Regions from separate parts of the Mus musculus genome. Here region 1 is linked to region 2. Evidence: chromatin contacts called from public promoter capture Hi-C data. All regions are on one chromosome and are shown on one strand. The core of a region is the stretch at or near the end of the contact, and the rest is flanking DNA. Distances in the headings are between cores, read along the strand shown.

Evidence for each region. Capture Hi-C pulls out chosen DNA fragments and counts their contacts.
Region 1: a promoter capture Hi-C map of adipose tissue shows a contact between it and region 2. The contact joins the promoter of Efnb1 here to the promoter of Yipf6 in region 2. A contact is called at or near these places in 1 of 39 promoter capture datasets (pre-B cells), 4 of 484 Hi-C or Micro-C datasets (CD4 T cells, natural killer cells, regulatory T cells and 1 more), 2 of 115 datasets of contacts at active chromatin or transcription factors (memory CD8 T cells and trophoblast stem cells) and 1 of 9 other capture datasets (adipose tissue).

Annotation. Positions count from the first base shown.
Region 1 is chrX:99,133,805-99,138,005 of GRCm38.p6, forward strand. Efnb1 (ephrin B1) reads left to right here and starts at 2,257. Exons shown (of 5, transcript NM_010110.5): 1 at 2,257-3,209. The coding sequence starts at 3,082.
Region 2 is chrX:98,935,653-98,939,765 of GRCm38.p6, forward strand. Yipf6 (Yip1 domain family, member 6) reads left to right here and starts at 2,129. Exons shown (of 7, transcript NM_207633.2): 1 at 2,129-2,636. The coding sequence starts at 2,580.

The DNA of each region.
Region 1 (4,201 bases), core at 1,007-3,506, 200 kb after region 2:
TGTGTGGAACAAGTCTGGACCTAAGAGACCTATCTTCATCTTCCACTGTCCCCTTTGCCCAGAATTAGATGTTGGCACTCAGAAAATACCTCTGTCTTCCTGTTTCCCAAGTCTGGTAGCTCCCATTTAGTGTCCTCTGGAGGGGCACAAGGCATGTTGGCCATGAAAAGGAAAACTCTGGGGCCAACCTGGGATAGTGACCCTGTCTGAGAAGCACTTTGCTCTATGGCCAAAATTAATGACCCTTCCTAGGATTAGTGACCTTCTGAGACCTGCGAATGAGGAGCAGTGATCTGGCCATCCTGGGGGCTGTGGTTTTCCAGGAACCTCGAAGCTTGTAATTTACAATAAGCCAAGAGAGTGAGTATGCATGGAGCATCTGCAAGTGGGTCCATCTGTATAGTACAAGGAATGGCTGTAAAATTGGGGACAGAGACACCAGGAACGACCCCAGGGATAGGTCAGGATATGTCAATCGTGAGCCTTAGTTTCCCTCTTTAAGTAAAAATGGGGATAGCAGAACTGATTTCAAAGGATGGTGAAAGAAAATCATCCGCAGTGGTCCGTGATGCCTTGTAGGGACTTTGTAAGCAGCTGGCTGCTTTCTAGATTCACATCTGGAAGTCCTTTGATGGCAGGGGTCTCAGGTGGACTGCTGGTGTGTCTTTCTACCTTATTTGTATCTCTCCTTGTTCTGCTTGCATCCCAGTGCAGAGTCCAATTGGGAAAACAAAGGCCCTAGAGTGTGTACCCAGAGCCATTGAATGTTGCAAGGTCTCTGGCTCCAAAGGTGGGAGAACCCCACATAGATGCCCCCACTAGAACGACAGAGATGATTAGATGATGCAGTGAAGGACTCAAGAATGGACATGGAACTCATAAATGGCAAAGCCCCTAAAGGATGGGGCTCAGACCGTTATCTCCATAGAGAAGCAACAAGAAGGAACTGGAATTTGGTTCTTTGGTCCTTCTTACCTTGCCTAGTAAGTCTAAAGTTAGAACCCGATTCATTACAAAAAGAAAAGAGGAGGCAGCGAGGAGGAGAAAAAGGAGGGGCGCGAATATAGGAAGCCTTTCTAACCTTTGAAGTCCCCAAGCCCAGATCTTTCCCACCTTTCTTACATGAGTGGCCAGTGGCCGGCTCTTGCTACTGCCATGCCTACCTCTGAGCGCTTTGAGTGCCAGACTTGCTCAGCAGGCTCTAGGTGGGAGGCCTCCGCTTATCCCGGGAGCCCGCAAGTCTATAGAAGGCCAGCAGGGGGAGACATTAGCACGTGGGTACGTCCGCTGGGACCTGAGAAAAGCGAGTAGGTCAGACCGGGAGGGTCTGAGCTATGGGATTGAGCCAAATTATAAGCAAAGAGACAAGGAGGGGCGGAGAGAATGGGCCAGTGCTGGGAGACAAAGACCCAGATGGTGAGGCCGAGGCCGGGAAAGGCTGGAGTCCGGAATCTCAGGGCCCAGATGCCTGCTTTTGCTCTTTCAAAAGGCTTCTCTTCTGCTCCTTTCTCCCCTGTCCTAGAGCTTTCTGTACAGTTTGTGACCTCTCGTCCCTACTTGCCTGCTCCTGGCCCTTTCGTATGCCTTCAGACAGGACTGACTAAATCTGTGTGCCTGGAGTTTGGGGTGGAGGGTCTCAAAGGGCTCGCTCTCGAAGATGAAAATTTTAAAGGCTTGGTTCACTAGATGCAAATAAATTCCTCCTCCCCTTTGGACACAATACTTTTTCTGAGTCTCCACTGCCCATAGCTCTAACCTCTAATAGTCTAATAGACTCTTGTCGTGGTCAATGCAAAAAAGGAGTGCATTACGAGGACAGGAAGACGGGGTCCAACAGAGTGTAGGTAGTGACTGGACTGGGAGCAGGCAGGCTGACAGAAGTGGGCACCGAGTGGGATTCTGGGGCTGGTACGCGAGTATGCGCATGTGGGGTGTGTTTGTGTGTATAAAAAGAACACAAGGACGGTGCTTTCTGGAGGTACTTGGGACAGGGTTTGTCTGCTCTAGGTCAGTGGGCCGGGTGCTGACCGGGTGTGCATGAGAGCAGGCCAGCAGCTTTTGGGAAGCGCCAACTTCCCTAGAACTCCCTGGGAACCAGACTAAGCGGGACAGAGGCATAACCGCAAGAGCCGCACATTCAGATTCGTGCCATCGAGAGAGCAGCGTCCTTATGAGCTCCCCGAAGCCCCACCCCTTCCTGCTCTGTGGGCGTGGTATGGGGCAAGGACCCCGTCACAGAGCTTTCTATTGGTTCGAAGGAGCAGGGTTGGCCTTGTGCTCGCCTGAGCAGGAGAGTAGAAAGCTCAGCGGCAGCGGAGGGAGTCTATGCGCGCTGGACAGCAGTGGGGGGTGTGTGTGATTCGCACTGACTGCAGACACTCGGGCTCAATCGCCGGGGATTAAGGACTTGGCGACCGGGCTGCCGGGCTACCCGGCCGAGGCTTCAGAGGTGCAAATCGACGGGACTGATTTGCTCGGCAGGGCCGTACTAGCCTTTTAAGTATACTGAGAAGGGCCGGTGCTAAAGTAGAAGCTGTCGTGGGACGCGCCGGCGCGGAGTCCCACTGTGGCCCGGAGGAACGGAGTCCGTGTTAGGGGGACCCAGTCGGGAGCCTGGGGACCGAGCTCGCATTGTTGGGAGACAACCCGCCTCTTCTTCCCAGAGGCGTCAATCCCAGGACGGTCGAGGCGTCGGGGCAGCCACTGAGCGCTCTTCAGGGAGACCCGATCGGGGAGAGGACTTGCAGTCTCAAACAATCTGGGAGAGCCGAGCGGAATCCGGCGGGATCACTCGGGGGCGGCGAGCCCCCGTCGCGCCTCGTGCGGCGGAGAGGCCAGGGAAGAAAGTCCTCGGAGGCCGCAGCCCATGCGCGGGTTGGGGACGCCTGCCCAGTGAGTCCTCCTGGCCAGCCGGGCGAAGGAGAGCGACCCCGAGGCCAGCGGGAGGGGAGTGCTTCAAGGCCGGCGGCTGCGGAGGATGGGCGCCTGAGTGGCTCCGAGCGCTGCGCGGCACGGGCAGGCGAGGCGAGCTTTGCTGAGGAGGCGCTAGGGGATCCTGAAGTGCATTCTGCCCCGGGGAAAATGGCCCGGCCTGGGCAGCGTTGGCTCAGCAAGTGGCTTGTGGCTATGGTCGTGCTGACGCTGTGCCGGCTTGCCACGCCGTTGGCCAAGAACCTGGAGCCCGTGTCCTGGAGCTCTCTTAACCCTAAGTGAGTAACTTATCTACTCTGGTCCCTGGGGGTGGGAGGCACTTCTTCGGGGTGAGGTCGTGCACCCCCAAGTGCGTGGGGGGGGTTGTCCGTAGGAGGTGCGGCGCCCTATTTTATATCTGGCCTTTTCTAGTGTTTTCTTGCGGGCAGTCGGGGTAGGGTGCGGAAGGGTGGGGTGGGGGCACTTAGCTGCGTTTCGATCCTTCGGTTTGGCCCTACTCTCAAGTCCGGATCGCGTCTGTTGGTCACACCAGGCAGATATAGAATGTCTGGGCGCTCCAGAGCGCACCCGAGAGCTGGGTGGGGGCGAGTAAGCAGCCCACTCCAGGGCCTCTGGGAACGTGGTGGTTTTCACTCACAGCCACTCCAGGGGTGAGATCGACCTGAGCAAGGGACCAGGCCAGAACACAGGTTCCTCATTTGCTTAGGTGTCAGGGCGGCTCAGGACCTAGCGCCCCGGGGCGAGTGGCAGCATCTGTATATCTTCTCCAGCTTCTCCCATTTTCATTTGTCTTTCTTCCCTGTCTGTTTGCCTCCCTGTCTTTCTCTTTGCCGTCTCTTCTTGCACACTCCCCCCCCCCCCCCATTTCTCTCTGCCGGGGAGGTAGAAAGGCGGGCGCTGCTTCCAGGCTCACAAAGGCGGCGGGTGGAGAAGGGCGGAGTGGAAGAGGGTTTGTTTGAGAAGGGGGTTCGATCCAGTGCCCGTCGGGGGTCCAGTTGAGCTAGGCACCAGAGCTTCTAGAGCTATCAGGGCTGAGAATGGTAGTGGAGCCAGCGAGGGAGGTGGGTGGGGAACGTGTGATTCCTGTCCAGGCAGGTCCAACCCCCCCCCCCCCAAGGACTGGAGAGCCATGCTTAGATTTCTCCTATGGTTGGGGGTAGTGATATAAAGGAGGCCCTTTTCTTTCTTCTCCTTCTCCTTCCTAACTCTGCCCCCTCCCATCTCTAAACAACACACACCTTTCAGGGCGGTGGCTCAGTGGTTTCTGGGC
Region 2 (4,113 bases), core at 879-3,378:
AGGAGGAAGGATTAGGATGGAGAGCCTAAGGCTGTCCTTGAAGCAGTTGTATAAGACATTTTTGCTGTTGTTATAATTGGTTTGTAAGAGTCTGTCTGTGTACCCCAGGATGATCCTGCCACCCCTTAGTGATATCATTCCTAGCTGCCCTGGGCTGTCGTGCCTTGCATGCCTCTTGTAATTAAAATGAGTTCATATCAACTAGCCTAAAAGATTTAAGAGGAGGTCTTGCCAAGTAGCCATGACCGGCCTGAACTTTTCTATGTAGACTAGACTGGCTTCAAAGTAGCAACAGTCTTCCTGCCTTTGGGACTCCAAGCAAGCACCACAGCCCTGGCAAAGCCTCAACTCTGTTATCACTTCCACGAGTGTTTGTTTAAGGACTGAAATTTTACTTGGTTTGAAGGAGAATTACTGTACTAATATTTAAGTAAAATAACTAATAGCCATCCCCAGAAGCTTATTCTGGGAAGTCTGGCTTTCCACAGTCCACGTATCTCCTCCTCCCATCTATTCCCTGGGTTCCTTTCTGAATTACCTATCCAAATATATAAAGCAGTGCATTTTACTGCATAGGGAGAATGTTGATGATGCCAACAATGGCTCTCTTGTTTGACCTCACTGGAGCCTTGGGTAAGAGGTGAGTCAGAGCAACCAGGAGTCAGAAACATCTTGATTGTTTGCCAGGATGAGGTAGGGGTGAAAGTTGGTCCCGGCAGGGGTGGTTTTTTTGTTGTTGTTTGTTTGTTTTAACTTTTTCTTTTTTTTCTTTTTCTTTCTTTCTTTTTTTTTTTTTTTTTTTTTTTGGTTACAGTAGCTGACTCCTACCCATTCCCCGCCTACTACCCACCCCAGGAGCCTCTACTGATCAAGGACATTTTCAGTACTTGCCACCAAGTAGCTTAGCAACTTCAAAGTTGTAGTGGTTTTGGGAAGTTAGTGGAGTGAAGCTCTCCCACTTGATAGGAGATGAAAGAGAGAATAATTGTGCAGGACCTGTGGGGAGACAATACAAAGGTTTGAGGATTTGAAGGAGATGGAAGCTGGCTATGAAGCTCAGGGAACTAGTAAGGCAAGGACGGCAGTAGACAAGGGGATCAGGTTCTTCAACTTGAAGTCGGAGGCCTTTTTCTTGGGGACACGAGGAATGGCACTTCAGAGCCACTTCTGGTGAACTGGTTCTGTCAAGCGCTGCTAGTCTCAGCTGCTTTCAGATGGTCCTAGTTGGGCGCGTTTTGGATCCACAGTGCTCCGCTTTGCTCCGCAGTGGCGCTGGTGGTGGGATAGCCTACTCTCAGCTGGGTGCGGTTAGGTTCGGTTGGGATCGACTGGGCGCCATTGGTCTCGGCAGCGCTTGGCTGAACGCCGATGCGTTCGACTTCGTTTGTCTGGGCTCGGCTAGGTGTGGCTCTGTGCCGCAGGCCACCGCTGGCTGCGTTCAGATAGGTTCAGCTGTGCGCTGCTGGGCTCGGCTGCATTCGGCTGTGATCCGACTAGGTTCGGCGGTGCCCGCTGGGCTCGGCTACGTTCGGCTACACTCGGCTGTGATCCGACTAGGTTCGGTGGTGCACGGCTGGGCTCGGCTGCGTTCGGCTTTGCACCGACTAGCTTCGGCTGTTCGCCTCTGGGCTCGGCTGCGTTCGGCTGTGTCAGGCTGTGATCAGACTAGGTTCGGTGGTGAGCGGCTGGGCTCGGCTGCGTTCGGCTGTGAGCCGACTAGGTTCGGTAGTGCGCTGCTGGGCTCGGCTGTGTTCGGCTAGGTTCGGCTGTGCACCTCTGGGTTCTGCTACGTTCGGCTGGAAGCCTCTGGGCTCGATTGTGTTTGGCTGTGCACCGCTGGGTTCGGCTAAGTTCGGCTGTGCATTGCTGGGCTTGGCTGAACGCTACTGGGCTCCGCTAAGTTTAGCAGGAGCCTCTGGGCTCCATTGGGCTCGGCTTCATTCGGCTAGGTTTGGTTGTGTGCCTACTAGGTTCGGCTGGGCGCCTCTGAGCGCCATTGTATTCCGCTGTGCGTTGCCGGGCTCTGCTGTGTCCGGCTAGGTTCGGCTGTGCACCTCTGGGCTCTGCTAGGTTTGGCTGGGAGCCTCTGGACTCGATTGTGTTTGGCTGTGTACCGCTAGGTTCCGCTAAGTTCGGCTAAGTTCAGCTAGGTTCGGCTGAATGCCACTTGGCTCGGCTAAGTTTGGCTGGGGCCTCTGGGCTCGATTGGGTTCGGCTGAGCATCACGGGGCTCGATTGGGTTCAGCTGAGCATCACTGGGCTCCATTGGGTTCGGCTGGGAGTTTGCTGGAGCCTGGGGCACCGCTGGGCGAGCCGGCGCTTCTAGCCTGCACTCTCAGTGGGCGTGGAAGGCGGAGCGCCCCCTAGCGAAACTGCGTCCCCAAACAGTGAGCAAATAGGCTCGCGCTCGAGCCTCGGAGGCTACCGGAGCACCGGAACTCGGCTGGGCGCCGCAGCAGCCAGCCTCAGGCGCCGGCGGTGACGCCGTCTTAACGCGACCGCGCGCTGACCAGCCCCGGTCTCCACGTCTCAGGTTTCGCAGAGACGCATGGGAGGGGAGCAGTTGGAGGTTTATCAAGATGGCGGAAGCGGAGGACTCTCCGGGAGAACAGGAGGCAGCGGCATCCAAGCCCCTGGTGAGTTAAGAGGACAGTGGCAGAAGGGACTGAGGGCGAGGCAGAGCTCCCGGGAAGCGAGTCGGGAAGGCTTCGGGATCAGAGAGCCAGAGCTTCTTGGCTTTGCAGGCCCTTGGCGTCTACAACCAGCTGACACTACACCTGGTCTTTGAGTTAGCTGCATCTCCCTTCCATTCGCTGGCCTTCTGTGCCTTTCTGAGACTCTCCGCTGTCTGTCCACACTCTAGGGGTTCTTTGACAGTGAGTTAAATGCCGAGCTTGGAGTGGTTTCTGAAGTATCCTCTATCGCTGTCATTTATCACGACTTGTCACCAGTCATTGTGAAGTACTACACAAGTAATGAAACTGCTTCTCACAGGACGTTGTCGTTTTATTGGTTGTAACCGGAACCTTTACTTGCCCGGTGGGTGACTCAAAGCAGCTAATTATTATTTGCAGGTGCTTGCTATCCCCTTCATGACACATATGTCACTAAGAGCCACCAATACTGCTTTAAGAACACTGGCTTCACAGTTAACCCCATGTGAGCTAGAGTGCATTCGCACTGAAGCTTTTGTGAGTTTGAGCATTTCGTTTCAGTGAAGGGTGTTTTTGACTCTTAAACTGAAAAGAAGGTACCTGCCTTTAAAATGGCATAACTTCTATGAAGTGCCTAATACAGTCATGAGTGGAGGAGTATAAGGAAGTCGTTGTTACGCCCTGTCGTTCTTCTTCCCAAACAGTATTTGCTTATATACTGTTTGCTCAGTAACTGCTTTCATTTCTTTTGTTTTAAATTGGCAGCGTAACAGAGAACTGAACTGAGAGGCAAGGGAACTTGGTTCAAGTCCCAGCTCTTCTGCTTACTAGCTCTATTTGTTCATCTCTTCAGCAAAAATATTTCTCGAGCATCTAGAGTGTTCCAGGCAGTCTTTTAGGCACCAGGAATGAAACTGTAAAGGAGGATATTGAATCTGGGGCTGGAGCTCAGCGGGAAAGAGAGTGCATTACATACGTAAGACCCTTTCGGTCCAATCTCCAGCACTGAAGGGATAAGGTCATTTGGGCCATCTTATGGATCAGTTGTGACCCTGAGTAAAGTCTCTCTAAACCCAAGTTTAGACGTTCGGAAAATGATGAAGCTCACCACAGAATAGTGAAAATATGTAAACTAATGCAAACATTATGCCTCCTGCCACATAGTTACAGGTTACCTAGCTGTTCTTAGTTTCCCTTTACTCCAGACTGTTCCCCGTTCTGTAATGCCTGTGATGTGTTTAAGTACGTGTGCAAGTTTGTACGCATGCACGCATGCATGTGTAGACAGGGCTTACTGTGTTAACTAGGAGTGTTTAGGAATTAGTTGTATTGCCCAATGTCTGTTGAGCTACTTTTAGTTACTACGCAAAACCTTAAATAGCCAGGCCCAACTCTAGAAAATGGTGATGTTTCTGAGACATTTTGCAGTTGTAAGCTTAATTTTCTTTCCCCCAATCTT